Linked DNA regions of Mus musculus: all the other regions are linked to region 3. The links are chromatin contacts, called in public Hi-C and promoter capture Hi-C maps. All regions are on one chromosome and are shown on one strand. Each heading gives the region's core, a stretch centred on a gene start, on an enhancer-like site or on the middle of the called end of the contact. The rest is flanking DNA. Distances are from core to core; before and after follow the strand shown.

Region 1 (2,700 bases), core at 123-2,622, 390 kb after region 3:
CCCTGAGATGCCAGGCAGTGGCAGTAAGATGCAGCTCCTAACCGACCTCATTATGCTCTTATATGCTATACTGTTAGCAGAGTGGTCATGGTGCTCAACACATTCTTAATTAAAATATTTCCAGCTTAAGAAGCATTTATTAGGAAGTACTATGGAACTCTCAGTGGTGTAAGAGTAACTGTCTGAACTACTACCATGCCAAGACACCCAGTTTATCTTATACACTGTTGGTAGGAACAAGGGATCAATGATAAAGTTATAAATATAATAGCAATTCTCAACAGGATGACTGACTATACTAGATACCTCCTCCTGAATTTTGTGTGTGCATGTATATTTGTGTGAAGTGGAAGGTTAAGGTTTCTTTAACAACTCAGTTGTGTCACGCAACATTTTTCTAGAAGCTGTCTTGTGAGAGGACATGTGATGATGTGCTGAGAACAGACCCTTGGGAGGGCGCATGGTGTTTAGAAAGAAGATAAAAGGAGCCCCACAGACAGTGAGAGGATGCTAGTGCATTGCTATGCTATGTAATGCTTCGCTGGTCTTAGCCGGTCTGAACTGGTCTCTGTTGGTGTTCACTTTATAGAAACACACCAAAGAACTTCTTGTGGTATTCTGGCCACTTGTGATTTGAGGGAGCCTTGCTGTTCCTGCTGAATCCTGCTACCATTACTGACTCAGGCTTGGTGCTTGCTATAGAACTGCACTGCTGGTATCCTGACATAAAAGAGAAGAATCGCCCTAAGGAACTACTTTTAAACGGGCCCACAACACCACTTTAACTACTTTTAAACGGGTCCACAATACCACTTTCCCATTTAACCTTCTTTAACCCCCTACTTCTGATTGGTGGGTTAGAAGGAAAGTTGAAGCATTTAAGAACCCTAAGTAAAGTAGGTTTTGAAAAAACTCTATGCCTACATTTGTGTGTTTATATAAATATCAAGGTTTTTTCCTGCTTCCCTCAACATTTTTACATAAGGTGTAAGTATGGAAGTTAACAATATTCAGCACCAAAACTGTAAGAAAATCAAGGTGAGTACTATACAGAAAGGGCTGGAGCAAGTTCCCAGAGACTGACAGACAGACTGTGGGGTCTGGGGGTCTCTGTTTGGTTCAAAGTTGTGTTTTCATGTGTATGAATGATGGCTTCATTATCTGAGATGGAGCATACAGTGAATGTCCTTGCTGGGGACCAGCAGTAGACCAGTATAAACAGGTAAAGAATAGAGCACGCTTGAAGGCACAGGGGACTCAGCCCCCATTCTTGCTTTCTGTGATAGAAGAGGGACGCTCCAAAGCACCCTTCCTGGACTCCACTGGTGAGCTCTGACACACAAACCAAGCCCCTACTGACCGCTTCTGTGCTGCCTGCAGCACATCTGTGGCAGGCAGCAGTGTTCACGTTACTTCAGCTCCACCTTCAGAGGAACAGAGACGGTTACATTAGTATCTAAGACAGAGTTGACAGAGGCAGAGACAAAGAAAGACACAAGGATAATTACAGTATTTCAGATATTATTATGCCTAAAGTCAATCTTACTACTTTTGCTCTCAAATTACTTGAAAAATATTTTCTTTCTGGTTTTGCTTTTTTTTTTGAGCCCAGATCTTATTATGTAACCTAACTGGCCTTGGCCCTGTGGTCCATTCGCCTCTACTCTCTGCACTGACAGGGTCACAGGTGGTTCCCAGCATAGGCTCCCTCCCTTTCTGTTTTAGTTCTTTGAGTTAAGTTTCTGCATCTAGAAATGAAAAACAAAGAAAGAAACAAACAAAAGCCCTAATTCCAAAATACTCCAAACTCAAGACTGATTTCTATTATCTCACTTTCCTATGCATTAACTACTGGTCAAGCTTACTTTTACGGGCTGCTCAGTTGTGAGTATACCAAGTCTATCTTGCTTTTTTCAGTCACAGAAATGAGTACTATGGATGGTTTGAGCAACTTTAGAGCAAAGTTAATCACAGATCATATGAAAAAAAAAAGAGAGAGAGAATGACAAGGGTGCCAAAAATACTTAGAAACCAGTTCAAGTACCACACTCAAGATCACCAACATTGAGCAGGGTGTAGTGGTGCAACTCCTTTAATCTCAGCACTCAGGAGGCAGAGGCAGGCGGATTTCTGAGTTCGAGGCCACCCTGGTCTACAAAGTGAGTTCCGGGACAGCCAGGGCTACACAGAGAACCGTGTCTCAAACCCCCCCCCCCCAAAATATTGCCAACATTATACCCCTGCCAATAAAACACAATGATCTCTAAGATCTGTGTCCAGAAGAGTAGAAGAGTCCTGGATCTTCCTGCTGTAGTCAATGTCATTGTCTTGTGACACTCAGTGGCCTTGACAGACAGCTGGTTTTCAGGAAACCTTAGGAATCACTGTATGTCACCTGATTTTATCCTCAGCATCCAATTAATGGCAAGGAATAACCATAATAAAGAGCCATGGAATTCTAATTATATTCCAAATTAAAAATACAGCTAAGACTAAACTAGTGGGTGATGAATAGCAGGCCATGGCTTAGTATTCATTGTAACTTATATAGTAATAATCTGATATTAGAGATGACCAAATTTAAAATCAACAAGTGAGTGCACAGAGAGAAACAGGAGAATCTGAAACAGCACAAAGATCAGCTGTATGACAAACACAAAAACAAGTGACAAGCGCAAAACCTAAGCTATTACCAACTAC
Region 2 (2,700 bases), core at 68-2,567, 370 kb after region 3:
AATTAAAAATATGAATGGGTTTCAGTAAGACAAAGATTTCCTAAGGCCTGGCCCAAAAGGCACAGTACACAGGGGAAGAGAAAGATAACACTGACTTCATTAAAGTGTTGACCTTTCTTTCTTCAAAGATATTATTTTAAGAAATGATGAGACATGCTAGAAGCTGAGAGCAAATGTTTGCAAGTTACAAGTCTTTAAAAGAATTTGGACTCAGAATATATAATAGATTCGTAAGATTTAATAAAAAGAAGACACTTTAATTTTAAAAGTGGACACATGTCCAAACTAGATAGACAAATGGCTTCTGAGATTGTAAAATTAACCAATACTACTAGTTATTATGGACAGAGAAACTAAAACCTACTGTGAAACCTAAGTTTAAACCTCAATCTGGCTACGCCCCAAAGCCTGATGCCACCAAGTCCTGCTGAACACATGAAGGAACTCCACTCCTTCCAAGTGCAAGGGACGGGTAAAACAGCGCAGAGACTGTGAGAAAGTATACTGGTTCTTTCTTCTTCTTCTTCTTTTTAAAAAAGATTTATCTATTTTATATATATGAGTATGCTGTCTTTATACACTCCTGAAGAGGGCATCAGATCCCATTACAGATGGTTGTGAGTCACCATGTGGTTGCTGGGAATTGAACTCAGGACCTCTGGAAAAGCAGCCAGTGCTATGAACCACTGAGGCATCTCTCCAGCAGTGGCTGTTTCTTCAAAATATAAAAATATATCATACGATCATTTTATTCCCAGTCTTCTCCTATATATCTACTAAGAACCCTGTTCACTCAGACTTGTTTTCAAATGTTTATCATAACATTATCCATATAGCCAAACAGTCTAAAAAACAATTTTTTTGTTAGTCAGAACAGATAAAGCAAATGTGTTCTTGTCACACAACACAGGATAATTTAGCAATAAGCAGGAAGCAACTACTTGCATATTCCGCAACATAGATAGAAGATGCCAGAAACAATAGGCTACATACTATAGAATTGCAGTGATGTAAAACATCTAGAAAAAGAAATTAACAGAAAGAGGAGGTAGCTGAGTATTTAGAGTGATTCAGAGACATGGTATAATGGGAAAGTATTGTTGGTACTTAAATTCCTGGCCATTGAAACACAGTATTTACTTGAGGTGGGTGAGCATTTTGCTATTTTTACTAAATATCTGTAAACCTTTTAAAGAAATGGCAAACACCACAATAGAACAAGTTAGAAGAGTCCATTAGCATAAGTGTAAAGGCTATAAACGATTAAGATAACAAAGCATTTTCTCAGAACAGTGTGTCAGAATGAACCCATAGTCGTTATGTTTCCACAGAGTTCAAAATCAAACCACAGACAAACACAACACAAGGACTAAAAGAAACACAGCTCTCACACCACGAACTTAAGTCTTACTAAAAATAAGCAGAAGATGGTCAGAGCATGAAGAAAGGAATTGTGGGTTCTGATAAGAACGAACGATGGAGGAATGGGGTACTTTGATAGTCTTGTTAAGAGCTAATATCTGAAAGACATTATCTATGAGTAAATCTTCACACAGGAAGAAACTGCAAAAAGAAATTCCTATCAGAGTACTGTGAACAAATATGGCCAAGCAGGGAATTCACTATTTGGTTATCATAAATTGTCATATTTGCTGTAGTTTTAATAGTGTTAGTCCGAATTAAAGACCCAACACAAACAAACAGAAAGTATGCTAGCTATACCGACTTCTTTGTAGAAGACTAAGCAGATTAAATTATCCCCAATGGCATATTACAGATTCTTTTGGCTCTTTTATCTAACGTGTCATTATGTTATGATTTCCCATTTTAACAAATGATGTTAATATGGCTGGAAATATCACTCGCCTACCCACCATGTTCAATTATACTCCCAGCATCACACACACAGACATGGGAAAAGGGGAGGGGACAGGAAAGGGACAGACATGCTATAGGCTTCCTGCTATTACAACCTAACACTCTGAATATTAAGGGTTATATTGCTTCTGATTTCTAATTTCCCCCAGAATCTTTATAATCATAATCTTTAGAATTTTTACAATCATAGTTTTAAAAATGATTTATTTTTATATCATGTGTATGAATGTTTTCCTACAAAAATGCATGTGTAGCACATTTGTAGCCGATGCCTAAGGCCAGAAGGGGTCTTTGGATCTCCTGGAACAGGAATTCCAGGAGGTTGTGGACTGTCCTGTGGGTCTGCGTACTGAAGCCAGGTCCTCTGCAAGTAAGTGCTCTTAACTCTGGACAATTTCTCTGACCTCTATAATCAGTTTAGAAACTATGACATAATAAATATTAAAATAGCTTTCTAATGAGTAGAAATTGATTATAATCAATGAGCTCATAAAATAGTTGCAGAATTAAGAAAAGAGATTAAAAAATAATTTAGAAGTTACAATTACACAAATTCAACGGACTAACAGATTGGGTTTGAAGAGCTTCAGAAGGGTAAAGCTGACAGCTATGACAGTCACATGAGCTATCAAGTTCCGAGGACATTCGCATCCTAAGGCATCACAGCATTTGCTGTCGCGTGCACTTCACAAAAATTAACTTGTGCTCACAAAGAAACTGACAAGCATTTCTTGGGAAGTTCAGGCAAAGTGTTGTAAGGTCTTAACACATTTGCTCTTTAAAATGCTGCAGCTTAGACACTGTTAAGCGTGAAAATCAATG
Region 3 (2,724 bases), core at 123-2,622:
AACATAGAATATGTACATTATTATACAAACAAGCCTTATGCCCACAGCAGCCATTGAACATTCATGGAGGCCCGTGCCCTGCTCTCTCTGTTCCAGGGGTGGGACCATACCATGCTGTCCCTTGCACGGCCAAGCCGGACTCAGCATTTAAAGAATAAATGCCACGTTAAGATGTTTCTTGAGAGAGGAAAAGGAGTGTTTTGGAGAGTGGACAAGGGAACTTTCAGAACACCCCCTCGGATGCAGAGGGAGCAACCTCACCCCACTAATGGTCTAACTTCGAGAGTAAGACAGTCATTGGCAGTAATTTCTCACTGGCACTGTGCTCCAAAGCGCCTTTGTAATGATGTATCCTTGCTACCTGTATTTAGCATCCAATCTCCTTCAAATCCATTGTTCATTTCTGCACTCTGATCTTCTACCTAGCACTGTGGGCATGTGTAGTCCTTGTTCCTCTCTGTCTTGTTCTTCTGTGGCAGTGGTGTATTTCTTGTGTTCCTTTTACGATGTTTTGTTCTCACAGGAGCCACTTAACCCCAAACCTCTTTTTTTTTTTCCTCTTGAGTAAACAGCTTGCTAGAACCCCACCACCCTACCCTTTACTAAGGTTTCTCCATTTTCCTTTCCCAGGGGAACTTTAGGTGAAAATAGTAGGGAGAGGCAAGTGGATTTGGCCAATTGCCACTGTCCTACATTTTCTTGGCACTCATGGAGAGGGCCTAGGGAGTTTTTCATCAAGGTCTAGTTCACAAGTACCTTTTCTTAGTTTCCCTTTCCAGCTGTCTCCTCCCTAGGTCCCTTCCTTTGCCTTAGTTTGTTTTATTCACTACTTGAGCTTCTCTCATAACGCCCAGGCTAGCCTCAAGCTGCCAATGACCTTGTACTTCAATTCTGCCGGATCACAGACCCTCACATGCGTTCTGTGCAGTCCTGAGGAATGAACTCGGGGTTTCACGCGCACTACCCTGGCCCTGGTTTTACACGGATTTCTGTGCATTGGCGCATTGATTCCAGAGGCCACTACCTTCCTTCTCCAGGGCCTGACCTAATTCTGGAATGCCCCGGTGTCTCTCCGTTCTGGGGAGCGCACCTGGTTCTCCAGAGAGCATTGGGGTTCAGGGGTGGCCTCAGAGGCCCGGCTCTAAAGCGGCTAGGACCCTCCTCTTGTCCCCGTGGAGAGCTGGGGGCGGGGAGCAGCGGCCGGGTGACCCCGGGTGTAACAGGTGCGGTAGCCGCAGCTGCGCGGGGGAGAGCGGCTTGGCGTCTGCTGGGGGTTGTCGGAGGCTAGTCCTCGCTGGACCAATGCGGGCCGCGGTTGTTCGTCGCCTGGCAACCGGCGGAGCCAATGGGCGGCGCCAGCGCGGGGCGGGGTGGGATGGGCGCCCGCCGAGGAAAGCGGCGAGAGGCGGGCCGGGCGGACCGGGCGGGCTGGAGGCTGCGCGGAGCCGCTGCGTGCCGCCGCGGGTGCGGGCCCGCGGGCTGCGGGAGGCGTGAGCCGCTCCCGGAGCCGTGACGGTGAGCGGCGGGATTGTGACGCGCAGGCGGGGAGGAGGGCACCGGGCTGGACGTGGACGCAGGCACCGGGGCCGACTCTGGGCGGGCTCGTCGCGGCCGTTGCAGCGGTTGGAGAGCGTTGCTGCCCGCCGCCTGCAGCGGAAAGTGCGAGGTAGGTGCTGGGGGGGCCCCGCGCCCTTTCGGGATGCGGCGCGGGCGCGCGCGGGGTCCCTTTGGCCCGACCGCGCGGGCTTGGCGAGTCCTCCGAGGCTGCCGCAGGACTTAGCGAGTGAGGTCTGCCGCTGCTGCAGGGGTAGGTGGCTCATAGTGGTCCAGCCCCACGTTTAGGGGAAGAACTTACATCATCGCAGGGGCAGGCTTGTTTGAGAAATTATTTGGCCCCGGATTTTCCAGTGGTGTAGAGTGCGTAAATGGTGAGCTCTGTCCGGGTCAGCACATATTTCTCCTGGTGCAGATTGCTGGGTTATGCAAGTCACCTGGGCCCAGGAAATAAAACTTGCCCAATAATTCCCCATCAGCACCAGTAGAGGAATCTTTACATTAATACCCACAGTTCAGGCTCCTTAGTCCTGCGTGTCAGATTCATAACCAGCCACGCCGATGCAGTTGTGAGAGCCGGGAGTTTCTTCTAGAATCCAGGCTGGATGAAAGGTGGAGCCCAAGGATGAGAGCCTTCTGGATTTGATATTTGCTTCAATTCAGTTTAGAGTCCAGGCCTGGAGTTAGCTGAAAATAGTGCTACCATGGAGCCCGCAAGGTTCCGGAGGAAAACCTTTCTAGTCCCAAATTTGATCTTGAACGGAAAGGTCTGTATATGACGTGACACATTTACGAGGCTGGATAAAATTCAAAACCGTCGATCCAGCTAGCAAAACTTAAGCCATCCAATCTCCTTACTCCCCAAGAGCCTGTGGGCCCACGAAGCTTAGAGTGTTCATTCAAACTAAACAAGAAAAGCTGTGCTCCCAGTCGACACTTTGTCCTGCCCGGTGTGCACAGAAGTTCCTCGTACAAAGTGGCTCTCTGAGAGGATTAGGAATGGATAGAATTCAAACCGGGGCGTTTTCTTTGGTAACTGTTGGGGCCCCTACAGCCTGTCATTTTACACCCTTCCTTTCCTTCTTGTTCTCCATCTGTACAGGGAAGATAATAGGTCCAGGGATTAAGTAACAGGGCCACAGCAGCTTGGAGATAACTGCTGGGGCCGGG
Region 4 (2,700 bases), core at 57-2,556, 450 kb after region 3:
TTTTCCACACCAGGGTGACATCCATCTTAGATACCCAAATATCTCTTCTCTTTCATAAAACCCAGTTTTCACAAGGGTCAGACTCACACCCAGGTCCCAGTGATAGCTATGTTAAGGTTTACAGTGTATTTCCCCCATCCCCCACCTCCAGTGTTAAGTCCAGATGGTCAGCGTCTGTTCTACGCCAGTTAAAGCCCCATCTGAAAACCAGCAGCATTCCCACTGATCTCAATAGGAGTAGAGTAGCAAGTGAAGGCTAGAATTGAAAATACTTCCACTGTAATGTTCATGTAAGTGCTCAATTGGTGTTATTCAAGGGGCCAGTTTATTCCAGAAACAGTAACTTTAAGTTGTGAAATTTCATTTTATTTGGGATACATAAAACACCCCACCCTAGTCTTATTTTATAGGTAACTGCCAATTTTCTTCTAGATGGAGAGCTATACAGTTGGTTGTTAACCATTGTGTTCTGGAAACGTACGTGAGTCTGGCTGGGCACGAACTGTGGAAGTCAAAGAAATTTCATGCTTATGAACTTTCCCTATCCTGTGAGGTTCATCTCATGTGAGATAACGATTATTTCCGGGTTACCAAGACAGTAATCATGAACAGAAACTGACTGAACTCATGAACAAGAAAGCACAACTATTCTTGAATTTCTTCTGGACTTTATCATAGCTCTGTCCAAAGTGTCTACCCCTTCAATCTACGTTTTCCAACTTCCGTGTTGAGATTTTGTTAGCGGGCTCTAAGCTCCTCAGACATCCTGATGCAAGGGCGCTCACTTGATCTTACTTTCAGGTTGACTTTTGATACTCTATTATTATTATCTAAATATAGCTAAATAGTAATAAAAGACCAGAAGAGCCCTTTTGCGAGATCTTAGGCACTCCTGTGTGTTAAGCTGACATGTGGACTTGGGACCTGGTGGTCTGGGTCACAAGATGAAGAAGGAGGTGGCCCAGATAGATGTCAGGCCAGCTCCCCTAGCATCCCCTTAGGAGGGGATGGCACCCTGGAGCTTGCGTTGCTAGGTCCTCTGTTAAAGGCGTTCTGAACGCTCCCTGAGCGGGACCAAGAATAAGACGGGGTGAGGGGTGCCCTGGAAAGCCCAGCTCATTCTTCTGCATACCTAGATGAGAAGCCATGGGTCCAGGAGGTCCTTAGCGCTCAGGCCTAGTTGTGGGTAGAGGACCCTTCTTTTCCTTGGTTTCTTCTGCCCGTCTCCAGCCCTCTCGAGGTCCTGGTGCTTGTACCTCCATGCACGATGCGCACCCCTGGGCGCAGTGGGCAAATGGTCTGGCCCATCGGTAGCTACCACCCCCTTGGGCACGACAGCTGCTCCAGCTGCTCCTGGTCCGGTCGAGCTTCTAAGCTCTGAACCGCGGCTGCCCCGGGGGGGTGGGCGAGCTGAGGTGATCCCAAGACGACACGCGGAGTGGACCGACCGGGGAGCCGCCAGCCGCTGGCGGGGAGTGTGGGCCACCAAGAGACCGGCCACTGGATCCAGCCAGAGAGGTGCCTCAGCTGTGAGTACCTGCCCTTGCCCCCGCCCCTCTCCTCCACACCCCAGGTCGCTGCGCCCATTCCCTCCAGTGCCTGTCCTGGAGACTTGCCAGGGTGGAAGCGGCTGAGGAGGGCGGCTGCTGCCAGGCTCATGATTCAGCATCATTGGCGCCCAGTGGTTTGGGCAGAAGGAGGAGGGGACTGGTCGGGATTATTTGTGGGGTCCCACTTCAGTTTCTAGACTCTCTCTGGCAGGATGAAGTGGGCAGAACTCCCAGTCCCCCGCTGGGTTGAGCTGTCATGATATTCTGTCCCCAGCCCCAGTGTCAACCTGCTTGAGCAAAGCATGTTGTGTATTCTTGAAAGTGTGTCAGTGAGATCTCTTTTCCCACACGTCTCCTTTCTCCACTTCTCATCCCACTAGACATCCACTTTATCTGATATCAAAACATCCCCCCAAACTGAAAAATTTTTTTTATAGAATTTGTCTTATATTCAGCATTGGTTTGACGGATTCAAAAAAGAAAAGATGTATAGGAATCATGAGTAATATCATATATTAGGGGCGTGTGTGTGTGTGTGTGTGTGTGTGTGTGTGTGTGTGTGTGTGTGTGTATAATTGTATCACTTCAACTCAGAACCAGTTCTGGAAAGTGAGGAAGAGAGAGCTTAAATTACAATCTCAAGGTCACAGAACAAGAATTTGAATCCAGATCTCCCTCTCTCCAACATCCGTGGATCGTCTACTGTATCAGTCAGTGTTGGGTCCACTTATGCACTATTAGATATTAAGTATAATATTAATTTTCATAGGAGTAGTCTCAAACACTAGTGACAGCAACCTGTAAACTTTCTGCACATTGCCCTGCGACCCTGTGCAGAAAAAGTCCATTTCCTTAGCATCTAGAAAAAAAAATGTATATTTGGACAATACTCTGTCGGAGAGCTGGGCCTGAGATGCCTAACCTGCTTTTGGGTGATGCTGGATGCTCGAGCCTCGGGAGAATCAATTAGCAGCACAGTAAGCAATCTGGAAATGGCTATTTAGTTTTTGGGTAACATTCAAAGGAAGAACAGTGATCTAGCTTATGGGGTGCGAGACTGAATCACTCACAGCAGGGTGATAAATAAGCCGAGACTCAAGTGATGCTATGTGGCTTGTCACACCTTTGGGACTTGGCATAGCAGGTGACA

The links. Promoter capture Hi-C pulls out the DNA fragments that hold promoters and counts their contacts. A called contact is a pair of places that touch in the nucleus more often than the background predicts.
Region 1: a contact with region 3 is called in a promoter capture Hi-C map of liver. The contact joins the enhancer-like site here to the promoter of Ssx2ip in region 3. A contact is called at or near these places in 15 of 39 promoter capture datasets (the 3T3-L1 cell line, 3T3-L1-derived adipocytes, the C10 cell line and 9 more), 6 of 484 Hi-C or Micro-C datasets (CD4 T cells, CD8 T cells, LSK cells and 3 more), 5 of 115 datasets of contacts at active chromatin or transcription factors (astrocytes, bone marrow-derived macrophages, forebrain and 2 more) and 3 of 9 other capture datasets (adipose tissue, liver and macrophages).
Region 2: a Hi-C map of the G1E-ER4 cell line shows a contact between it and region 3, with 2.5 times the contacts expected there. The contact joins the enhancer-like site here to the promoter of Ssx2ip in region 3. A contact is called at or near these places in 14 of 39 promoter capture datasets (the 3T3-L1 cell line, 3T3-L1-derived adipocytes, the C10 cell line and 10 more), 8 of 484 Hi-C or Micro-C datasets (CD4 T cells, CD8 T cells, DN2 thymocytes and 5 more), 10 of 115 datasets of contacts at active chromatin or transcription factors (SST interneurons, astrocytes, bone marrow-derived macrophages and 6 more) and 2 of 9 other capture datasets (liver and macrophages).
Region 4: a promoter capture Hi-C map of neural stem cells shows a contact between it and region 3. The contact joins the promoter of Ttll7 here to the promoter of Ssx2ip in region 3. A contact is called at or near these places in 12 of 39 promoter capture datasets (the 3T3-L1 cell line, the C10 cell line, the HPC-7 cell line and 6 more), 2 of 484 Hi-C or Micro-C datasets (embryonic stem cells and nephron progenitors), 1 of 115 datasets of contacts at active chromatin or transcription factors (craniofacial prominence) and 2 of 9 other capture datasets (embryonic stem cells and liver).

The regions. Positions count from the first base shown.
Region 1 is chr3:146,796,134-146,798,833 of GRCm38.p6, forward strand. The region is part of intron 1 of Prkacb (protein kinase, cAMP dependent, catalytic, beta); the gene reads right to left. Among named protein-coding and RNA genes, the nearest start is that of Prkacb, 15 kb to the right of the region's middle. Within about 2 kb of position 1,373, at least 1 of the 459 cell types and tissues checked has an H3K27ac peak or open chromatin away from gene starts, as enhancers often do. A contact at or near this core is called in liver, where this site is marked.
Region 2 is chr3:146,775,409-146,778,108 of GRCm38.p6, forward strand. The region is part of intron 1 of Prkacb (protein kinase, cAMP dependent, catalytic, beta); the gene reads right to left. Among named protein-coding and RNA genes, the nearest start is that of Prkacb, 36 kb to the right of the region's middle. Within about 2 kb of position 1,318, at least 6 of the 459 cell types and tissues checked have an H3K27ac peak or open chromatin away from gene starts, as enhancers often do. A contact at or near this core is called in the G1E-ER4 cell line and memory CD8 T cells, where this site is marked.
Region 3 is chr3:146,403,270-146,405,993 of GRCm38.p6, forward strand. Ssx2ip (synovial sarcoma, X 2 interacting protein) reads left to right here and starts at 1,373. Exons shown (of 14, transcript NM_001355661.1): 1 at 1,373-1,666.
Region 4 is chr3:146,851,061-146,853,760 of GRCm38.p6, forward strand. Ttll7 (tubulin tyrosine ligase-like family, member 7) reads left to right here and starts at 1,307. Exons shown (of 21, transcript NM_001357217.1): 1 at 1,307-1,529.